Linked DNA regions of Mus musculus: region 2 is linked to region 1. A link is a contact called in public HiChIP or PLAC-seq data. All regions are on one chromosome and are shown on one strand. The core of a region is the stretch at or near the end of the contact, and the rest is flanking DNA. Distances in the headings are between cores, read along the strand shown. Region 1 overlaps Rbpms (RNA binding protein gene with multiple splicing). Region 2 overlaps Dlc1 (deleted in liver cancer 1).

Evidence for each region. HiChIP or PLAC-seq counts read pairs in DNA pulled down with a chosen protein or histone mark.
Region 2: an H3K27ac HiChIP or PLAC-seq map of embryonic stem cells shows a contact between it and region 1, with 2.4 times the contacts expected there. The contact joins two enhancer-like sites. A contact is called at or near these places in 3 of 115 datasets of contacts at active chromatin or transcription factors (embryonic stem cells, extraembryonic endoderm stem cells and stem cell-derived neural progenitor cells).

The regions. Positions count from the first base shown.
Region 1 is chr8:33,911,624-33,919,390 of GRCm38.p6, reverse strand. All of the region lies in intron 1 of Rbpms (RNA binding protein gene with multiple splicing), which reads left to right. Among named protein-coding and RNA genes, the nearest start is that of Gm51528, 8.3 kb to the left of the region's middle. Within about 2 kb of position 5,075, at least 73 of the 459 cell types and tissues checked have an H3K27ac peak or open chromatin away from gene starts, as enhancers often do. A contact at or near this core is called in embryonic stem cells, where this site is marked.
Region 2 is chr8:36,615,645-36,623,411 of GRCm38.p6, reverse strand. The region is part of intron 5 of Dlc1 (deleted in liver cancer 1); the gene reads left to right. Among named protein-coding and RNA genes, the nearest start is that of Trmt9b, 160 kb to the right of the region's middle. Within about 2 kb of position 4,236, at least 9 of the 459 cell types and tissues checked have an H3K27ac peak or open chromatin away from gene starts, as enhancers often do. A contact at or near this core is called in embryonic stem cells, where this site is marked.

The DNA of each region.
Region 1 (7,767 bases), core at 3,826-6,325:
CACCAACTGCTCTTCCAAAGGTCCTGAGTTCAAATCCCAGCAACCACATGGTGGCTCTCAACCATCTGTAAGATTCGATGCCCTCTTCTGGAGTCTCTGAAGACAGCAACAGTGTATATATATAAATAAATAAATCTTAAAAAAAGAAAAAAGAAAAAGAAGTGGAGATAGCCAGGCAGTGGTGACACAAGCCTTAGAATCCACCAAGTCTTAAGAATCCAGAGGAAAGCCGGGCGTGGTGGCGCTTGCCTTTAATCCCAGCACTTGGGAGGCAGAGGCAGGTGGATTTCTGAGTTCGAGGCCAGACTGGTCTACAAAGTGAGCTCCAGGACAGCCAGGGCTATACAGAGAAACCCTGTCTCAAAAAAAAAAAAAAAAAAACAAAAAAACAACAACAACAACAACCCACCAACAAACAAACAAAAAGAATCCAGAGGAAGGTGGATCTCTGTGAGTTCAAGGCAAGTCTGATCTACAGAGCAAGTTCTAGGATAGCCAGGGTTATGTAGTTTCTAAACAAACCTGAAATTAAAAAAAAAAAAAAAAAAAGGCTTATGGTTTGCCCTGATAGTTGGTTAACATTTATGTACCTAGTCCAAAGTGGATACTAATTCACTGTGCTCCACCCCCTCCTTTAAGATGTTAGGGCTCTAAATGGACTAGGATGGCATTTAATTCACGATGTAGCCAAGGCTGTTCTTGACATACTCCCCTCAGCCCTCCCCCCCCATGAGATGACAACTGGATTTTGTGAGTGCGTGTTTACGTGTGCATGTGTGTGTGTGCATGGATGTGTGCGTGCGCTGGAAGCGTGCCAATGTTCGATTTCCCATCCCCACCTGCCCGGCATTCAATGTTACTCTTTAACAAAGGGTTAAGAAAACAAGGGATGCTGAGAAGGTCATTGGTTTTGAGGTTTTACAGATGGGTACATGAGGTTTGTGAGGCTGGTTCTTGCTGGACCTCTGACCCAGATCCCAGCATCACTTCCGATGCTTTAGTAGCCTGGTCCTTACTGGGTCCCATTTACCATATTTGTTCCTGCCTCAGGACCTCTGTGTCAGCTATTCTGTATATTACAGATTAGTTTTGACCTTGTCATTCCCCTTAGCCTAAGTGCTATACTGCCTGTGTGCCTGTTGCACTTGTTGGTTCTGTGCCTCTAGGGACTCTGGCAGCAGGAACTTCCTGTGTTATTTATTTTTTAAAAAGATTTACTATGTCTACAGATATATACTTGCACACCAGAAGGAGGGCATCAGATTCCATTATAGATGGTTGTGAGTTTCCATGTGGTTGCTGGGAATTGAACTCAGGACTCCTAGAAAAAGTAGCCAGTGCTCTTAATCTCTGAGCCATCTCTCCAGGCCCAATATTTCTTAAAACAGAACGAAACAAAACAAAACAACAAAAAACCCAGAGCCTAGAACAACTCCAGAACCGCCCAGTACATTGTTGTTTGTGAAAAGCACACAGATCTGCCTTTCAAAGGCTGACATCTATAATGTGATAAAGTCTGTCATAAAACCTCAGCCACTTCTGGATTGTGTTTTATTTTTCCCTTAGCTTTTCCTTCCCTCCCTCCCCCCTTCCGAGGCAGTGTCTTTATTATATATGTAGCTCTGGCTATCCAGAAAACTGTTGAACAGGCTAACCTTGAACTCACAGAGATCCACTTGCCTCCGTCTTCGGAGTGCTAGGGTTCAAGACCCGACACCCGTACCCGGTTCAGATTTAAGTTTTGTTTCTGTCTTTGAGGTGAATAGATTTCTGATTCCCCTCTCTTCCTTAAATCACAGAAATCCACAGTATCATTTCACACCCTTTGAGCCAAATTTTGTTTGGATGGTAGAGGAGACAGATGGACAACTGATCCTCTGTGGGGGCAGGCACCCTTTTGCACACAAAAGGACTTCTTCCCCTTTGTCCAGTTAAACACAGCCACACTGAAACAGAAATGCAGGTGTGGCTGGAATAAATTAATTAACTGTGGCCATTTGAGGATTGGGTAATTTTGACAGGTGTGACTTGTGGCCTTGATAGGGTTAAATGTTTATATAACCTACGAGGAGTTGCCTTGGAATGAGGCTGACCACTTCTGAGCCTCTGGCCTGGTCTAGTCCCAAGCTGTGTTAGCTTCCTTGTTTTTTTCCTACAAAGAGATAGAAGTTCCGGGTCGTTCCAGCTTTGGGTGGCTGGATTAGACTCTAAGAACCTGGGTTTCATTGTGTAGGAATCCTTTGGAAGCTGCCCCAGGCCATGCCCACTTGTCTTTATAAACTTGGGAGTTATTTTTTGTTTTATTTTTGCCTCTCATCGTGAAGCAGAAGGGATAACATCACAGGACTAAAGAATCGTCCCTTATCATTTACTTACCGCCATCGGACTGAAGTCATCTGTTGATAGATGGGGCAGGAAAACCCGGCCTTCAGAAGGCTCCTCTTAGCTTGTACCTTCAAGTCCTAACCTGACCTGGGTCTGGCCTTCATCACCCTTTGTTGGATAATGTCACAGTCTCAAAGGTTTTTTTTTTTTTTTTTAAAACAGAAGTCAGTTCTTGGCCAGCCTGTCACTACCCTTCAGTTTTATTATCTCATTTTCTGTGTCCCTGTGTGGGGCACGTGACAAGTCTCTTTAGTTGCTTCGGGAAGCCGGCCTCCCTTTCTTAACTTAAAGGGAGTGGCTGCAGGCATTGGCCACTGCTGCTGAAGGAATTGTGATTCCTATCTCTCCACTCTTATTTCCCAGCCCTGACACAGAATGCCAAAACATGCCCCTGTTGGGCTATTTGGAGAGAACCCTTGTCAAGTCTTTTCACGATTGACCCCGTGGATTTTGTTTTATTTGTTAAATTATCTTAATTAGGGGAGGGGAAGTCAGGGCAGTCCTCAACTTTGGAGTTGTTGTTCGAGAAGAGTTTCTTACACCTGGTGTGCTTTTCCTGTAGTTTCAGGGTTTTTTTTTTTTTTTTTTTTTAACAGAGCAAGTCGTTGGCTCTCCTAGGGAATCGGGTGCGACCCTGTGGGTGTGAGCAGGAAATGACCCTCTGTAAACAAAAGGATTATTTAAGGCCCATCCTGAGTTTTTGTGCTTTTGGAAGGGATTATGCAGAAAGCCAGAGTTTGTAATCTGGGCTGTAGTTTTTTCTCTGTGAGGGAAGAGGGGTTGGGGGTGGGGGAGTCAATTTGGCAAATACCCCCTAGAGGTTCCCAACCTTCTTAATGCGGCAGCCCTTAATACAGAGTTCCTCCTGCTGTGGTGATCCGCCAACCCTAAGATCATTTCATTGCTACTTTGTAACTGTGATTTTTGTCACTGTTAGGAATCTGATAATGTAAATATCAGATATGCAACCCATAGGGGTCTCAATCCACAGGTTGAGGATGGCTGCTCTAGAGTTTGGTGCTTGGCCAAGCCAGGCAGCACCCACCGTTGAGAGCCCAAGAAATCTAAGGGTGGGGCCTGGCAGTCCTTTAGGAGGGCATGGTTTTCTACCCCAAGGGGAAAGAAAGGCACCGACTGTCTCGTGTCCATGTAGGTTTTACTCTGGCTTCAAACATTTGCTTAAGAGGCGGCGCCCATCAGAATGTGGGGTATAAACAGAATGGGAATGCAGAGGAAAGAGGTTTTGCTGGGTATGCTGGCTCGGGAGACACAGCCCAGCAGTAAGGAGGCTGAGGCAGGAGGTTTGCAGGAGAGTGAGTGACACCTTGTCTGTGCATAAATAAAAGCAGATCTTTTTCCTTCGTCTAGACTGTCTGTCCCACAGTGGGAGGTGTCTTTAAGCCAACAACAAAACAGTTTTAATCAGCGGATTTCAGATATTAGACGCACAATGAAGAAGTGTCCACACCCAATGTTTGAATGTTACCCCCTCTATATTACTGACTAAGTAGTTAGGTCTTATCAGGATTTTTTCCCCCCTTACAAATTTTTGCTGACTTGCAGTAATAAACTTCCCAGTGCATCTTTTTTAAAAAAGATATTTATTCATTTTTTGTATATGAGTACAGTGTAGCTGCCTTTATACACACCAGAAAAGGGAATTGTATGAATTACAGATGGTTATGGGCTACCATGTGGTTGCTGGAGTTGAACTCAGGACCTCTGGAAGAGCTGTCAGTGCTCTTAACCTGAGACATCTCTCCAGCCCCTCCTCCTACATCTTTTTAAGGAGTAGAAATCTCATTTAATAACTAGAAACACACTCCCTCCCCCCAAAGTAGATTTGTGGTTTTCTTCTAGTTTTCAGCTGAAAAGGACAAATATCTTTGTGAAGCACTTTTTTTTAGGGTTCTTTGTTTTCTTTTTAAGTGCTACATCCAGAAGGCTAGCTGATAAATGTTTTGTGCACAGCCCCTGTGTGGGGGTGGAGGGATGTAGAGTATTTACACCCAGGCATCAAGCAGTGAACTTGATGCAGAGATAAGGTTAAAGCAGCCATTCAGTCCCCAGTTCTAAAGGGTTTTATTTGTATGCTAAATGTGCTGGGAACCTCTGTATTTTAGATGTGAGACCGACCCAGCTGTTAAAAGAACCCAAACATTGGAATTCAGCTAATAGGGGAAAGTTATTCATAATGAAAAACCCGGTATCTAAAATATTGATATATTTCTGTCGTTTTCTTATTGTTCTTTTGTTTGTTCCTTCCTTGAGATCCGGTTTCCCTGTGTCCTGTCCTGGAACTTGTTTTGTAGACCAGGCTGGCCTTGAATTCAGAGATCTGCCGTCTGGGTGCTGGGATCAAAGGCGGGCTTAACGCTCATCTTTTCTGTTCCCGTTTTTTTTTTTTTTTTTTTTTAATGTTGTGTGAGGGATTGATTAAAAAAGCAGGCGTTCATCCCATCAAACTGTAACCCCCGCGATAGGATTTCTCCACCCACAAAATAGCCAATTCAAGCTGAATTGAAAGTACCTAAAGGGAGGGTTCCCGCTGATCTCCCAGCATGAGGTCAGAGAAGTTCCTGTCGGATTGGGAGACAGAAAAGGCCGGAGGCGCTAGGAGATGGGGAGTGGAGACCCGCCCAAATGTCTGGAGAGTCTTGAAGAGCCTCTGGGGGAGAGGAAGCCTATCCCTGGATTGGGAAGTTCTGGGTAGAGGGCGGGGTATGGCCAGCCACGCCCTGGAACAGGTGGGGACTGAGGGATGCTGGGAGAACCCGGAAGCCCGATAAGCATCTCCTCACTTGTCCGGGGTCTGAAACCCAGCACCCAGGCCTTAGTACTTTTTAAAAACTGTTAGGTAGGGCACGTTGTAAGCGAGGACGCAGCAAAACCGTCAAACCAGACCACTCCGGGGTAGAAAGAAAAGTTTATTGCAAATAAACCTGCAAACTGGCAAGACTGGAGGGAGGGGCAACGGAAGAGGAATATGGTGGAAAAGCTAGCAGATTTTATATGGCGGTCACAGGGCCAGCATCTTTGAGCTGTTCAGATTGACCCAGAACTAGATGCCTTTGCCCAGGGTACTTGACCTTTGGGGTGGATGAAGGGCAGAGTTTCCTGGTGAACAAAAACTCACCTTTAGGGTCGTTTGCCTGGTAACAGTTTTTCAGTTTATTGGGCCTAAAGCAGCGTGACCATCACTGCCATTTTGGAGTGCTCCATTGGACCTAACAGAAGTGTGTCTGTTGACATTTGATCCTCGTCCTGCATCCACCCAGCTGATTGTGAGTCTTAAAAAGAAGACAGATTTTCAGAGGAGGAAGAATTGAAGTGGTTACAACTTGGGGCTATGCAGTGAGCCTCTAATTTCTGCAGAGAAGTCAGCGTTTGTTCTTGTTTTGTTTTGGCGCGCTTGACCACTGGGCTCTCCGTCCATAATGTTTTAACCATTAACTGTCCTCCCAACTGTTTGTTCCTGAAAATCCTGGCTTGTAGTCAAAAACTGGATTAGCTGGGAAGAAGAGCCCCAACAGGACAGGACTGGCTGTGGCCATTTCTTGATTAATGGTTGACCTGGGAGGGCCTGGACCACTGGGGACCTTCCAGCAGGTAGTCCTGGCTGGTATTAGAAATTGAGGCTGAAAAAGCAGGGGTTGGGGGTGGGGTGGGGTAGGGATGGGGGATGGGAGGCAAGTCAATAATCAGCCTGCCTCCAGGGTTCTACCTGAATTTCAGCCCCCCACCGACCAGCCTTCCTTTCTGACTAAAGCTATGCTCTAACCCTTTGCTCCTCAGGTTGTTTTAGGTCTGGTGTTCTATTACAGCCGGAGAAATCTGGCTAACAAAGGTTGCCTGTGCCTTTTGTAATACCATGGGTCACTGTTGGACAGAGCTGAGTCATCTGTTGACTTTGATGTGAAAAAAAGAGCACTTTCTGCATAGACTGGGGAAGGCTGGGAGGAGCACTCTCTGCATAGACAGGGGAAGGCTGGGAGGAGCACTTTCTGCATAGACTGGGGAAGGCTGGGAGGAGCACTCTCTGCATAGACAGGGGAAGGCTGAGGAGGAGCACTCTGCATAGACAGGGGAAGGCTGAGGAGGAGCACTCTGCATAGACAGGGGAAGGCTGGGAGGAGCACTCTCTGCATAGACTGGGGAAGGCTGGGAGGAGCACTCTCTGCATAGACAGGGGAAGGCTGAGGAGGAGCACTCTGCATAGACAGGGGAAGGCTGAGGAGGAGCACTCTCTGCATAGACTGGGGAAGGCTGAGGTGCAGATTGCCTCAGGTTCTCCATTCTGTCTGGTGCTGGCTTGGAGACTGCACACTTAGCCAGTGGTTACTAGATTGCAGTTGATCTCTGTTTCCCCAAGAGCCTGCCATAAATCCCCTCCCGGCCTCCATGCCCCCTTCCCACCTCCCTCCCCCGCCCCCTGTCCACCTCTGCCTTACAACGTAGGGAATTTCTTTGTGGTGGAATAAAGAGAAAGCCCTGTGGTTGGCTGTTCCTCTTCCTGTACCCTCAGGATGGCCTACTCCCCACCCTCACCTGGTGGGGTTTTATTATTTTTTTTGGGTGGGGTCATTGTATAATAAGAATTTATAGGAATTAGCTGCTACAGGTGAGCGACACTATAAAACTTGTGGTTAGTTTTGCTCTATAATTTATCTGATTGACAGTATTAAACGCAGAAGTCAGCCACTCATCTAACGGGACTTAGATTTCGAAATGTTTTTCTCTTGGCAGATACATTCTTCTGTATTATCCACCCCATCAGAACGTGGAGAAGCGAAAAAGAAAAGAAAACTGACGGGTTGTGCCTGGTAGCATAGGCTTATATAACAGTCGGAGCGGAGACAGGAAGGTTGGGAATTTGAGGCCAGCCTGGCCTATTTACTGAGACCCTCCTGTCTGAGGGGAAGAGAGAAAGAACACCACCTTAGCTTTGTCTATACATACACATTTTTAAAGATTTGTTATATGTATACACACACACACACACACACACACACACACACACACACACTGTGGCTGTCTTCAGATACACCAGAAGAGGACATCAGGCCCCATTACAGATGGTTGTGAGCGACCATGTGGTTGCTGGGAATTGAACTCAGGACCAGTTAGCAACCAGTGCTCCTACCCGCTGAGACGTCCCTCTACATACGTTTTTAACAAGTGAAATCTGAGTGTTTTTGGATTTCTTCTTCTTTTTTTTTTTTTTTTTTTGGTTTTTTTCGAGACAGGGTTTCTCTGTGTAGCCCTGGCTGTCCTGGAATTCACTTTGTAGACCAGGCTGGCCTTGAACTCAGAAATCCATCTGCCTCTGCCTCCCAAGTGCTGGGATTAAAGGCGTGCGCCATCACTACCCGGCTTGGATTT
Region 2 (7,767 bases), core at 2,987-5,486, 2.7 Mb before region 1:
TCAATAAGAGTGTGTCATTGAAGTTGGTAAAGAACTTGCTGCACAACCATAAAGACTGAATTTAGATCCCCATCTCTCACAAGAAAAAACAAAAGCACAGGTCTGGTATAAGGTTAACACTGAGAGGCAGAGACAGAATGAGCCCTGAAGCCAGCTGGCCAGCTAGTCTTGATGAATTGGTGGGCTACAGAGTCAATGCTAGACTCTGACTCAAAGTTAAGATGGAGATCTATGTTTCTATCATCTATCACTCTTTCACTCATGCACACACACGAAGTACATACATATATACCACACACAAATAAAAACTATGTTCATATACGTAATTTAAATAGGCTTTTTAATTTATACATATCTTAGTTAGGGTTTCTATTACTGTGAACACCATGATCATGCAACTCTTATTTTTTTTATCTCTTTTTTTTATTACATATTTTCCTCAATTACATTTCCAATGCTATCCCAAAAGTCCCCCATACCCTCCCCCCCACTTCCCTACCCACCCATTCCCATTTTTTTTTTTTTTTGGCCCTGGCGTTCCCCTGTACTGGGCATATACAGTTTGCGTGTCCAATGGGCCTCTCTTTCCAGTGATGGCCAACTAGGCCATCTTTTGATACATATGCAGCTAGAGTCAAGATCTCCGGGGTACTGGTTAGTTAATAATGTTGTTCCACCTATAGGGTTGCAGATCCCTTTAGCTCCTTGGGTACTTTCTCTAGCTCCTCCATTGGGAGCCCTGTGATCCATCCAATAGCTGACTGTGAGCTTCTGTGTTTGCTAGGCTCCGGCATAGTCTCACAAGAGACAGCTACATCTGGGTCCTTTCGATAAAATCTTGCTAGTGTATGCAATGGTGTCAGCGTTTGGAAGCTGATTATGGGGTGGATCCCTGGATATGGCAGTCTCTACATGGTCCATCCTTTTGTCTCAGCTCCAAACTTTGTCTCTGTAACTCCTTCCATGGGTGTTTTGTTCCCAATTCTAAGGAGGGGCATAGTGTCCACACTTCAGTCTTCATTCTTCTTGAGTTTCATGTGTTTAGCAAATTGTATCTTATATCTTGGGTATCCTAGGTTTGGGGCTAATATCCACTTATCAGTGAGTACATATTGTGTGAGTTCCTTTGTGAATGTGTTACCTCACTCAGGATGATGCCCTCCAGGTCCATCCATTTGCCTAGGAATTTCATAAATTCATTCTTTTTAATAGCTGAGTAGTACTCCATTGTGTAAATGTACCACAATTTCTGTATCCATTCCTCTGTTGAGGGGCATCTGGGTTCTTTCCAGCTTCTGGCTATTATAAATAAGGCTGCTATGAACATAGTGGAGCATGTGTCCTTCTTACCGGTTGGGACATCTTCTGGATATATGCCCAGGAGAGGTATTGCTGGATCCTCCGGTAGTACTATGTCCAATTTTCTGAGGAACCTCCAGACTGATTTCCAGAGTGGTTGTACAAGCCTGCAATCCCACCAACAATGGAGGAGTGTTCCTCTTTCTCCACATCCTCGCCAGCATCTGCTGTCACCTGAATTTTTGATCTTAGCCATTCTGACTGGTGTGAGGTGGAATCTCAGGGTTGTTTTGATTCATGCAACTCTTATAAAGGAAAACATTTAATGAAGGGCTGGCTTACAGTTCAGAGGTTTAATTAGTCCATTATCATCATGGTGGGAAGCATGGCAGCATGCAGGCAGACATGGTGCTGGAGGAGCTGAGAGTTCTAGGACCAGATGACAGGGATCGAGAAGATAGGCCTGGATTGAGCATCTGAAACATCAAAGTCCATCTCCTAGTGATGCACAAAGCTACCTATTCCAACAAGGTCATACCTCCTAATAGTGCCATTCCATCTAAGGCGATAGGAGCCATTTTCACTCAGACCACCACACATACTCAATATATATGCATATGTATTTGTATGGCTGGTTTAAAAATGTGAACACACTTAGGCATCATAAGCTAAACACAAAAGGACAAAGATTATAATATTCCTTCTATCATTTATATGAAGTATGAGGATGAGTCAGATTCAACAAAAGGTCATTGGAATGGTTGCTATCAGAGGGTAGAGGAAGAGAATCCAGAGTCAATGTTGAATAGGAACAGAATTTCAGTTTGAGAAAAGGAGAAATTCTAAAGATAGAAAGTGGTTCTGGGGGAGCTGGAGAGATGGCTCAGAGGTTAAGAGCTCCTACTGCTCTTCCAGAGGTCCTGAGTTCAAATCCCAGCAACCACATGGTGGTTCACAATCATCTGAATGAGATCTGACGCCCTCTTCTGGTGTGTCTGAAGACAGCTACAGTGTACTTACATATAATAATAAATAAAACTTTAAAAAAAAAAAAAGTGGTTCTGGCCGAGTGACAGCAAAGTCATGCTTAAGCTACTGAAGCCTTTAGACGTGGTTATGCTGGCAAATTTTGTTATGTAAACTGAATGCAATACAAATGTGAACAAATTTAGCATTCAAAGAAATATAAAGAATGGCGAAGCATTTCTTTTTGCTTATCAGTACCTTAACTCAAATTATCATGCAAGGAGCAAGCACATTCAAACTCTGAAAAGAAAAAGAAAGAAAAAAGAAAGAAAGAGAGAGAGGGGGAGGGAGGGAGGGACGGAGGGAAGGAGGAAGGAAGTAAGTAAGGAAGGAAGGAAGGGAGGGAGGGAGGGAGGGAGGGAGAGAGAGAGAGAGAGAGAGAAAGAAAGAAAGAAAGAAAGAAAGAAAGAAAGAAAGAAAGAAAGAAAGAAAGAAAGAAAGAAAGAAAGAGAAAGAGAGAAAGAGAGAGAGAGAGAGAAAGAAAGAAAGAAAGAAAGAAAGAAAGAAAGAAAGAAAGAAAGAAAGAAAGAAAGAAAGAAAGAAAGAAAGAAAGAAAGAAAGAAAGAAAGGAAGGAAGGATTCTGGAAGACAATGTAGAAAGACAGATAATACGAGATAGGTAGATAGGTAGGTAGTAGGTGATAGGTAGATAAACAATAGATAAATGATATACAGATGATAGATAAATAGATAGGTAGGTAGATAGATAGATAGATAGATAGATAGATAGATAGATAGATAGATAGATATCAAATGCCACAGTATCATTTGCCCACATAATTCAAAGTAAGTAAATTTACTTATAAAATTATTATCTTTGCTCTTAATTAAATTTGTATTATTTAAGAATGCCTATTCAAGATAAGAGTGAAAAACTAAAAAGCTCAGCCTTGCTTAACTGCTTGCTAGGCCCATTAGATGATATAATGTAACTACACAGAGCCGACTCATCAGCTTTGTTAAGTGAATTAAATACCACACAATAGGGGCTGGGCGTGTAGCTCAGCTGTACCTAGGATATATACAGCTGGGGTCTGATCCACAGCACCGCCTGAAGCCTGGCATGGTGGCTCATGCCTGTCATCTCATTACTTGGAACATGAGGGCTGGAAAGTAAGGAATCCAAAGACATCCTTTGCTACATACTGAGTTCAAGGACAGCCTGAGCTACACGAGCTCCAGTCTTAATAAATAAGTACACATTTGCATAATGAAACAAAATATATGCTATTATGTCAATTTTGTGTGCCTGGGAGCCTGGCATGTATAATATATATCAGTTATCTTATGTTCCTGAGTTATCAAGCTTCACTTTTTCCATTTACATATTCCATATTTTCTTAACTCTTCACAATGAACCTTTTAACCTGTATTAAATCACAGAGATAAAATACCACTTGCTTCTAAAATAACATAGCCCATCCCCAGCATTTAAAGAATTGTGTGTGACAAGCTAAAAAAGGATTATAATCAGAGCACGCTAATAGAATAGACCATCCAAGCCTACAGTTAACTTGGTTAATTCAGTGGGAGAGGCAGCCTAGTTGCTCACATGGAGTTAAAAAAAAAATTGCAATTTTTGTTTGCCGTGTTCTTGATTTTTGTGTTGCCAGAGGCCACATGAAAGAACCACATTCATCTTGGCAGAGATCAAGTGAAATTGGGGTGCGGCCGAGGCGTGCGCCTGAGTGTCACTGTTGGGTTCTCATCTCTGCCATTTCTAGCAGTGAGGCCTTAGGCTAAGCCCCAACTGAGCCTTCGGATAAACTAGACTTTCAAATAAATTCTACTGTAAATATGCTAAGTATCCCGGGAAAGCCTACTCATTGAAGTATTAGATCCACATCAAGAACTCAGTGCGCCCAGACTTTCCGCAGAGTGAGCATCCCGTGATTCCATTCAAGGGCGTGGGGCAATGGGAGCCCAAGTTCAGGGGCCATCTTACTCAAGGCGGTGAGACTGTGCTCCACCCCCTACCCCCCTTTGTTTCACTTGAAAAGAAGGCAAAGATACAGCTCACCTGTAGGGTATTGGTCAGGCTTATCCAGGCTCAATCTCTACTATCTCGGTGAGAAAAAAAGAAGAGAATAAGAAGATAGAAAAAGAAAGAATTCCACTGATCTCTGCAAGTTTGTCTGTCCCTACTTCACCCCCCAAGAAACTTCTCCAGATCCCCTCTTGACGCTCACCTTTATTTTACATTACCTTTGTCTGGCTTTAATAAAAACATGTTTGGATGACAGATGTCACATCCTAGGCTGATTCATACTTTGGTTTAAATGGCTACCCAAAAAGAGAATATTTCTATCATTTGTACAAGAACAGAGTCTCTCTGTACCCCTCATAATGTAAAGATGTTTCCAGAAGAATAAATTGGCCTTCCCCCCTATTCTGAATGTGAATTGTCTAAAAGTTATAATAACGGATCTAGCTGAACAGGGCAGCTACTTGTGGTAAATCTTTAAAAGTATAAACCTTTTAGCGCTTTTGTTTTGAAAGCATCTTAAAAAGTGAAATATCAGTTAGGGGAAGGAATCAGGAAGATCCCAAATTGGGGGTCACTAGAGCTAAAAAATAAATAAATAAATAAATAAATATTTCAGGACATCCATTGGGTTTCCAATTGAATTATGCCCCTTTAATTGAAAACCGCTAACATTATTTTCAATATTTTCCCTTTGTCATATTTCCTTTGAGCATTACAAATCAAAATTATTCTCCAGTCATTTCACAATGTTCCATTGAGCACAAATTGCATTACAACATTTTCCAAGCACAGAGGAGACCGCTGGTCCTAAGGGAGGCAAAGAAATTTCCAGAGATTATTTGGCTTCTATCACTAGACCAGAGGTTTAAACTAATTGCCCCAGGGATAAATGAAGCCCAAAGTTGAAATTGTTGTGGATAGCTTCAGATTTTTATTTTTATTTTTAAAATTCGTTTCTAGCATCTAAATGGTGGAAGCCTTGGCACTAACATACATAAACGGGAAAGGTGGTGTAGCTCAGCGGTGGAGAGCTTTCCTGGCATGCAGAAGCGGTTGGTTTGATTATCAGCATAGCAAAGAAGGCAAAGGAAAGGGAGACTGTGGGGAGGACAGAGCTTTTGACATTTTACCCAGTGCACTGGGGTTGTTCTGATAGCACATGCCAAACAGCGAGTACTGGACCAGCAGCCTTCTTCTCTCTGCCCTCCCCCTGCCCTCTCTTCTCTTAAGAATTATTTTGGCCAGGATTTAATGATGCATGTTATTAAAATACGGGGGAGGGGAGATATGTGGCAGTGTCCTCTGCAAACAGAGGCGTTAGACCTCCAGGAGGTGGGTTTACAGGTAGTTATGACCTGCCCTGCGTGGGTGCTAGGAACTCAGTTCAGGCTTTCTGTAAGAGCAGTGTGTGCTCTTAAAGGGCAAGATGTCTGTCTAGCTCCTGGCAGCTCTCCTCTCAGAGGGGCTCTGGGCAGCCCAGCTTGCACTGTCTCACTGAGGATTCCCTCAGTGGCTAGCATCACACAGGTGAGCCTTTCAGGTTGTGTTCCGTTTCTATCATGCAGTGGTGGGATGAAACCCAAGGGATGTCCTTGGACAACGTCAGTAATAGCTAAGTTCAATCATTAAGATAGAGCAGGAACCCATTATCATAGAGAATAGCTCTTCTAGTCTGCTACGCATTAGAGGAGCTAGCTATGAGGTTTTTTTTTCCTTAGTAATCCCACAGTCCTTAGGAAACAACCCTATATAGAGATTGCTGGATGCTGCTGTGGGTAGTCTCTGAGTAGATGATACTTGCCTCAGAGGTGAACGGCACAGGCCGTTATAAAGAGTCTTAATATTTTAAACCTTTGTAACTAGGAATTGATAATTTAATGACAACAACCTACCTCTACAAATACCTAATCTAATCTGTGGAGGAATCTTTTTTCTTTGTGTATGTGATGTATGTGTACATATGAGTTTGTGTGTACACCCACTGTCCGGAGGTCAGGGGTCAGTGGCAAGTGTCTTCCTCAGTTATTATCTCCCTTCCTGGGACCAGAACTCACTGATCTAGTTAGACTGGTTACATAACCAGCAAGCTCCAGTCTCTCCATGCTGTGGTTACTAAAACACTCCCCTTTTCTGGCTTTTGATCTGGATGCTGGGATCCTAAGCAGGTCTTCATATTTGCACAGAGTGACTTGGCCCTTTGAGCCATCTCCCCAGCTCTTGCAGGGGATATCTATTCTTAACGTATGAAAAACGCTTTCCGTGACCATGGAAAATGCTCCCCGCTGCACAGCGAAGCCTGCCTCTCAAGAGTCCAGTGCTTAAGATCAAATCTCAGTTCATGCGGCTCAGCAGACGAATGCAGTTTAAGGTCAGCTGCCCTAGACAGACAAATGAAGCCCGTGGTGAGGAGTGGAATGCTAAGTGAGCAGAAGCGGACTCTGAGCTGGCTTGGGGATCCTCCTTCATCCCCAAATGGCATTGTCTGTCCATACTCTTGATGGCTTCGCCAGCCCTCCCTTCCCCCAGCTAGCCAGGGCTCCTCTTGTACAAAAAGGTTACAGTTGAGGCTTTGTTCTGCTTTGCCTTCATTTCCTTCTGAACATTTGAGATAGGACTTTCTTGTTCAGATTTGACCTGCCATTTGATAAGACAGTGGGCTACCAATTCTACAGTTTCTGGTCCAGGGACTCAGATCGCCACTGATGGATAATGTTCAGGGCCAGGTGGCTTAGGCCCATGATCTCAGTTACCTGAGAGGCCCAGGCAGGAGAATCAGAAGCTTAAAGTCTGTTGAGGCTACCAAGTGAGTTCAAGGCCAGCCTAGGCAACTTATGGAGAAGGTTATAAAATACTGGAGAATCTATGAAGTAATTCAGTAGGTAAAGGCACTTGTCAACGCAACACAAGCTACAGTCATCCGAGAAACCACCTCCATCCGATTGGCTAGCCTGTGTGCATTCTTTTGACTGGTGATTGATACAGGAGGGCCCAAACCACTGTGGGCAGTGCCACTACCGGGCAGGTATCTTTGGACTATGTAATAAGGCAGGCTGAGCAAGCCATGGGCAAGCAAGGACACACCATTCGTCCATGGCCTCCACTTTAGTTCCTGCTTCTGTGTTCCTGCCTGTATTTCCTTTCTTGATGGACTGTAAGCTGCAAGGTGAAATAACACTTTCTTCCCCTTAGTTGGTTTTGTGTTTCTATCACAGCAACAGCGATACAAACCGAGACACCAGGCAGGCCTGATGACTTGAATTTGATCCTTCAAATTCATGTAAAAGTGGAGAGAATAAACATAAAATTGGCCTCAGACCTCCACACACACCGTAGCATGTGTGTGTGTCTGTATGCACATCACACACAACAACAACAATAACAATAATAGCAGCAGTAGTAATAGTAATAATAATAATTTTTAAATTGAAAGTAGGTGCTGGGGATAGGGGTGTAGC